Linked DNA regions of Mus musculus: region 2 is linked to region 1. The links are chromatin contacts, called in public promoter capture Hi-C maps. All regions are on one chromosome and are shown on one strand. Each heading gives the region's core, a stretch centred on a gene start, on an enhancer-like site or on the middle of the called end of the contact. The rest is flanking DNA. Distances are from core to core; before and after follow the strand shown. Region 1 has its middle 25 kb from the start of Nemp2. Region 2 holds the start of Pms1 (PMS1 homolog 1, mismatch repair system component).

What was found. Promoter capture Hi-C pulls out the DNA fragments that hold promoters and counts their contacts.
Region 2: a promoter capture Hi-C map of pre-B cells shows a contact between it and region 1, with 5 times the contacts expected there. The contact joins the promoter of Pms1 here to the enhancer-like site in region 1. A contact is called at or near these places in 4 of 39 promoter capture datasets (the C10 cell line, hippocampal neurons and pre-B cells), 4 of 115 datasets of contacts at active chromatin or transcription factors (astrocytes, forebrain, large pre-B cells and 1 more) and 2 of 9 other capture datasets (adipose tissue and liver).

The regions. Positions count from the first base shown.
Region 1 is chr1:52,653,944-52,657,387 of GRCm38.p6, reverse strand. It overlaps a transcript of Mfsd6 not described here. Among named protein-coding and RNA genes, the nearest start is that of Nemp2, 25 kb to the right of the region's middle. Within about 2 kb of position 1,932, at least 81 of the 459 cell types and tissues checked have an H3K27ac peak or open chromatin away from gene starts, as enhancers often do. A contact at or near this core is called in memory CD8 T cells and pre-B cells, where this site is marked.
Region 2 is chr1:53,295,566-53,299,245 of GRCm38.p6, reverse strand. It overlaps Pms1 (PMS1 homolog 1, mismatch repair system component), which reads left to right and starts at 2,218. Exons shown (of 13, transcript NM_153556.2): 1 at 2,218-2,360. Ormdl1 (ORM1-like 1 (S. cerevisiae)) reads right to left here and starts at 2,151. Exons shown (of 4, transcript NM_145517.4): 1 at 2,058-2,151; 2 at 94-274. The coding sequence starts at 267.

The DNA of each region.
Region 1 (3,444 bases), core at 683-3,182:
GCAGGATAAGATTTAAGTGCCTGGGGGAGGGACATGATGTTTAAAACTTACATAGTAGGTCTGTTTTGTTTGTGAAGGAGTAAGTAGGGAACCAGGAATGGGAATTCTGGGAATAAGAATGACTTTCTAAAGACTTAAGACAAGAATCTTAGAATATTCTTCTCCCCCAAACCATAGTCATACACTGAAAACTTTTGGGTTTGAGCTACAAACTACACCAGGTACCACCCCAGATAGAGGGTGTCTTGGGTGACTGCATGTAGAGCTTGCTCCTAGAAGGAAAGCAGAGGCTGTAAGAAGCCAAGGGATGCCTGCCTATATGGAAGGGGGATGCTGCTGTGGTTGAATGGGGGTCAGTCATATTGTGGATGGACACCAGAATGGTTCGAAATGGAAGCTCACCCTAGCCTCTAACATAGGAGACAGGATCAGCTGTACAGTGAAGGCCTCTGTGTGACCGTTCTGCCTGCCCCTGCCTCGGGAGGAAACATTCTACACCTGGATGCCTAGCTTCACTACAAAACACAGCTTGGAATGATGGGAACAATTAAGCTGATGGTTACTTTTGCACTTGAATGGTACTGCACTGTCAACCCCCAAGGCTCATTTTAAGTGACCTTTAAAATCAGATGTATTTATTATGCTCGTGCAATTACAGAAATGAAGTGGGAGACAGGCTGAGCCCCACCTATGAATGTACAGTATGTGGATTGTGAAAGTGACTGTAGGGAATCAGAGCGTTGTATCTTGTGTTTACAATTCTGGTTGATTTCTTTGAAAAGCTGCTGGTTTGGGAAATGCACAGTGGGTGTATTGAAATAAAAGGTAAATACCATTTTTAAATATTTCGTAAATGAAAAACACGTGACCAAACAAGAGAACATCCTCTGCTCTGTAATGAATGACACCAAATTCAATATGCCTTCGTTACAAAATGTTTACTGTGAGCGTCGATCCAACAGTGCAGTAATTTCTAGCCTTTTGAGCTGACACCTTCACGAGTTTGTGGACTTTGTGACTTTTTCTTCCTGTTCTTACAGTGCCATATGTCACTTGAAAAATATTAAAGTGAATTCCAATTAAACTTGATTTGAGAATTTTATAACCTCTCTTGAGATCCTTAGAAATACTCAGGGATGTCAAAGCTGAGGCTAGGAATCACTACCATAGTGATTTGTCCTGCTCCTCTCTGCCTGCAGGAAGTTATGCTACCCTAGAGTTCTGTGTGAACCCAACTTGGCTCGATGCTATTAACTAGACTATTCTTTTTTTTTAATTAGGTATTTTCCTTGTTTACATTTTCAATGCTATCCCAAAGGTCCCCCATACCCACCCCCCCAACCCCTTACCCACCCACTCCCCCTTTTTGGCCCTGGCGTTCCCCTGTACTGGGGCATATAAAGTTTGCAAGTCCAATGGGCCTCTCTTTGCAGTGATGGCTGACTAGGCCATCTTTTGATACATATGCAGCTAAAGACAAGAGCTCCAGGGTACTGGTTAGTTCATATTGTTGTTCCACCTATAGGGTTGCAGTTCCCTTTAGCTCCTTGGGTACTTTCTCTAGCTCCTCCATTGGGAGCCCTGTGATCCATCCATTAGCTGACTGTGATCATCCACTTCTGTATTTGCTAGGCCCCGGCATAGTCTCACAAGAGAGAGCTATATCTGGGTCCTTTTAGCAAAATTTTGCTAGTGTGTGCAATGGTGTCAGCGTTTGGAAGCTGATTATGGGATGGATCCCTGCATATGGCAATCACTAGATGGTCCATCTTTTTTGTCACAGCTCCAAATTTTGTCTCTGTAACTAGACTATTCTTAAAGCAGAGTAATAGTACATGCCAAAGGCCAGCACAGCTCAAGAGCCAGAGTCATAGGACAGTGCTACTTTATCGTCCTAGTGAGCTTGCAGTGGCAGGAAGTTGCAGTGGCAGGAAGTTGCAGTGGCAGGAAGTTGCAGTGGCAGGAAGTTGCAGTGGCAGAAAGCAGGCAGGTGGCTAGCACTCCCGGGGATTTGCAGCTTGCTCATGGGACTCCTAAGCAATATGCCTCTCGGCATATCAGTTAAGTAGAGCAGCTGCAAAAGGGGAAGTTCATCCATGGTTAGGTCATTTGTTTTTCAAAAGCCCTACCTGGTATACATAACCTTCCCCATTGAAAATATGAGGATTCTTAAGCGAATAGGGCCTAAGTTATGGGATCATGGTCAGAGCCAGGACACAGACTCAACTCTTGCTAACACCAGAGCCCTGCCTACCACCTTCCCATCCTAGTGGGAGGGAAAGCGTCCACGGTGGTACAAGACATAAATAGCCAAGCCATGAGTTCTGTGTGCCTGAAACCTATGTGTGTTTGTTTCTATTCTTGATTTCTAGACATTCTCTAAAACCTTAAATCAGCATCCCAAGCAATAGCCTTACCAATAAAACGTCCTGACAAGATTGTAGGCTACTTTTGTTGTCCCAGTATGAGTGCTATGGGCTGCTTGTGACTCTTACAGTGGATATGTACCTACTGTGTCTCTGAGGATTTCTATCTTTTTTTGTTTGGTTGGTTGGCTTTATTGTTTGTAGAACATGATTTTAGTATTTTCAACTGTTAATATTCAACAAACAGAATCATTTTAAGATATATTTTGTTGTATTTCATTTCTGATTTTATTAATTTAGATACTGTCTTTGTGCCCTCTGGTTAGTCTGGCTAAGGGTTTATCTACCTTGTTGATTTTTCTCAAAAAAACAGCTTCTGATTTTGATTCTCTGTAGAGTTGGTTTTGTTTCTACTTGGTTGATTTCAGCCCTGAGTTTGATTATTTCCTGCCATCTACTCCTCTAGGGTGTATTTGCTTCTTTTTGTTCTAGAGCTTTCAGGTGTGCTGTCAAGCTCCTGTAAGCTCTCTCCAATTTCTTTTGGGAGAACTTAGAGCTATGAGTTTTCCTCTTACAACTGCTTTCCTTGTGTCCCATAAATTTTGGTATGATGTGTCTTCATTTTCATTAAATTCTAAAAAGCGTTTCATTTTTTTTCTTTTTTTCTTCCTTGACTGAGTTATCATTGTGTAGAGCATTGTTCAGCTTCCACGTGTATGTGTGCTTTCTGTTGTTTTTATTGATATTTAAGACCAGCCTTAGTCTGTGGTGATCTGATAGTGTGCATGGAATAATTTCAATCTTCTTGTATCTGTTGAGGCCTGTTTTGTGACTGATTATATGGTCAGTTTTGGAGAAGGTACCATGAGGTGCTGAGAAGAAGGTATATTCTTTTGCTTTAGGATGAAATGTTCTATAGATATTGTTAGATCCGTTTGGTTAATAAGTTCTGTTAGTGTCTCTGTTTAGTTTCTGTTTCCCTGATCTGTCTATTCCTGAAAGTGGGGTGTTGAAGTCTCCCACTATTATTGTATGGGGTACAATGTGTGCTTTGAGCTTTAGTAAAGTTTCTTTTATG
Region 2 (3,680 bases), core at 969-3,468, 640 kb before region 1:
CTCAGTCAATGGTGTCTCACTGCTTCCTTCTCCTTAACTCCCTGACAGACAATCTTAGAGCTCTCCATACTGAAAAGAAGATGGAGTTCTTACCAGATTATGTATTATGTTGGTTAAGGTCCAGGCAACAGGAACACTGCAGAAGGGGATGCTGAGTAATACAATATGAAGCAGGCCAACTCCCAACGCATATGTCAGCCACATACCACGGCTGTTCATTACACGAGTATTGGGGTTTACCTCACTGTGGGCAACTCCAACATTCATGTTTGCTCTGCAGGAAAGAAAGAAATCAACAGTGCCATAGCTGGAAACCTAAACACCCACATTCTGACATGACAAAATGTTACTTCAATTTTCTCCCCTTCTCACTCTGAACACACAGACCCCCAAAATCTGCCTTCTACAGAGGTCAGCGCAAGCAATAAACTATCAGTGCCGGCTGTCACTACTGTTAGGTAGACAAAGCTTATTTGTATGGCTTCTTTTTCCAAAGCTTGTTTTCTAGCCTGTCAATTTAACTAGATGGAATAATAGGAAAGAAAGCTCAAACTGGATCCAGGTGTGTTGGTTCAGTTCTGTAATCCCAGCATTCAAGAGGATTGCCAAAATCTGAGGTCAGCCTAGCCGAATAGCAATACCCTATTTCAAAATTCTTTAAAAAAAGAAAAAATTACATATATGTAAAATGTAAGCAGAGTGAGAGCCAGGAGCTAAATATATAATTGTTCAAGTTAGCAGTTTCACTGCGATGTTTCAATATATGCCTATACCATGTTTCTAGTGTATCCCCTCTCCTGCTCTCTCCACTCCCCTTCCCGTGGCAGTCTAGCCCATTTTGTATTTTCAGGTCATCTTTTTGTTTTCTTTTATGAGCTTTCCGCATACTACTTTTATTTCTCTGTGGAGCTAGTTTTGTCAAATATAATAATCACCAATAAAATAGTATTTTAAAAAGATGTGTGTGTGTGGGGGTGGGGGGACAGAACTGGCTCAACCAGTCTGAGTGGCAAGATGCTAACATGTAATGGAACATTTTAGCCATAGTCAGAGGTCAAAAGCATTTTGCTTTGATCTCCCTCTCTCTTGAAACAAGGTTTCACTGTATAGGTTGGTCAGGCTGTCCTCATTTTCACAGGTATCCTCCTGTAGAGTAGAGGGATTACAAGTGTATAAGCCACTAATGCCTGGCTGTGTGCCCCCATTTGAATAGTGAACCTAGAAATAACAAGCTGTTGATGTAAAATGAAAAATTTATAGGGTTAGGGGTTCAAATTTGTACCACAACTAGGTTAAAGTCATGAATCTTTCTCAATATTTCTTTAGCCAAACTCTCTACTTATTTATTTATTTACCTCCGCGCGCCCCCACCCACCCGCTTACTCCTTTTATGTTCAGGAAGAAACACTAAGTATTAGTATTTCTAGTATTAGTACTCAATTGTCGTGAGCATACAGTTTTGGGGGGGCCTAAGAGTTTACTTTGTTACAATCAAACTGAAATGGGTGTTGTCTGAGAGAAGGAAATGCGCTAGAATACATTTCAGCTTCTATTCAAAGATACCTAAAATCCTTTCTATTGCAGTGTTTGAAGAAAGGAATTTCACCCGGCTACGCAAGTGTTTCTGGAGTGTAATGTTCTTTCGGCTTCTCAAGATGTATGGAACAGGCAGTGATGAAAGTTACACTAAGGGAGAGTCTCGCGTAAATTTTGCTTCTATAATAACCAAGTACCTATAATGCACTTTTAAAGCTTAATAGTTCGAACATCCCACACAACGTAAAAAATTAAAAACCCAAACCCGCTGGAAAGAGCCTCACATTGCCACCTATGCTAGATTAGAAACCCTTTCTCAGCAGGTTGTGCCGCAAAGGCTTCGCTACCCGGCCCTCCCCGCCCGCGCACACCCACCGCCCCAGTCGCGGCTGCACTTCCGCGGCGCGCCGACCACCTGCGGACACCTAGGGTGCACAGCGCGAGCCCCGGAGGCAGCAGGAACCTGCTCTGCCGCAGGCCTTCTGGGCCGTGCCGCAGCTCTAGGAAGCCTTCGAGCTTACCGGCCGCCAGCTCCTGGCTGGTCACAGGACAATTCCCGCGGCAGCCACAGTAGGTCCTCTGGCTAGAGCTACTGGTGCGCCCCACCGCTTCCGGAAGGCTGCCAAGCTGCTCTAGCGAGCAGCCGATTGGCTGCCAGCCGCGCCAATCCCACTTCCTGCTGTGGGCGGGCCTTAGAGGAGCGCGAGCGCGGGTCCTGCTGAGCGCAGCCGTGCTTCGGTCCGAAGGACGTCCAGCGAAGTAGGCCGTGCAACTCAGGGTTTGCTGAGTGCTTGCCGCTGTGGGTGGTGAATGCGCGCTAGAAGGTAGTGTCACCGCGAACGAGCGTGCCCGGTGATGCTCGGGGAGGCTGAAGGCGCCTCCCGGGGCTAGGTGCGGATTTGCGGGGCTCGCGCGCACGCGTTTCAAGCCTCTGGGCTGGCTCGGCAGTAGTTGGAGCTCAGACCCTTGGGGTTCAAGGTGGGAAAGTTTTGTCTTGCTAGAGAGTGTAGCGGCTTGTAGCACTGTGCGTTGTCTCACACAAAAAGGTATTAATTTGTGGTTATTCCCAATGAAGACAGTGTACATCCTGAAGAGATGTGAATACCAGAAGTTCATCTCTATGAGGAAGGGGAGGAAAAAAAGATTTGATTAATCCATTCTCTTTCTAAATCATCTTTGAAAGTACTTTTTTTTTTTTAACCTTGGTGATTTGTATTTATAAAACTTTGTGAGTTTTATTTCAGAAATAACTCTGAAAAACATTTTAAAGTTGACAGAATGCTTGCGTGCGTGTGTGTGTGTGTGTGTGTGTGTGTGTGTGTGTAGGTATCTTTTATTTGTGTTGGTTCTGTGTGATGGTTGGGTTGGATTTATTCTGTTGTAAAATTTGCTGTTTTCTCCCTAAAATCCAAGCTCTCTAATCTTTTTGCTTTTGTAGATCAGTTTCTCTTTCTGATCACAGCATACTTCCAGGACTGTTGATTGGCTTCAGTAAACATGACTTCTTTTCTAACACTAGGACTGTTCCAACAGTAGGATTGTCCTCACTAGGTATGAATTCTTTTCCCACACTCCATGTGTTGTGTGCTGGAACATCAACCCTCTGGCTTTTCAGAGGAGGTCTTTAAGTGCACACCCCTTAATAATATGCCACATTCCTGAATATGTTTTCAATATACATTCACTGCCCTCAAAGCAATATGAGCCAGAGAGGAAGGGACAGATAAATAAAATAGCCATTTATGAGTTTGAATTAAAAAAACGAAGGGATGCCTAATCTCTTGGGAGATTGGAATATGGAAAAAGAGTTTTGGGAACTGACACAAGACATCCCAGAAAAATGTCATGTGGCCCAGGAAATCCTACCACATCTAGGTAAAGAGAGCCACATTGTAGTGTGACCAGATTAGTACTGTGTGTACATTTGGAAAATGGGATGAAATTAGAGAGATAGGGTAGTAGGGAATTTGGACTTAACATACTTAGCAGTTGAAAAATCTTAAAAATTTAAAGTAGGATAGCAAAGATACTTTAATTATAGAAACAACTTACAAATATTTAAATCCATATATCAATTTGGTAGTTATTGGAGTCGTTCAGAGGAGAAATACTAAGGGGCTGACCAGAAGTGGTATTAGGAAGAA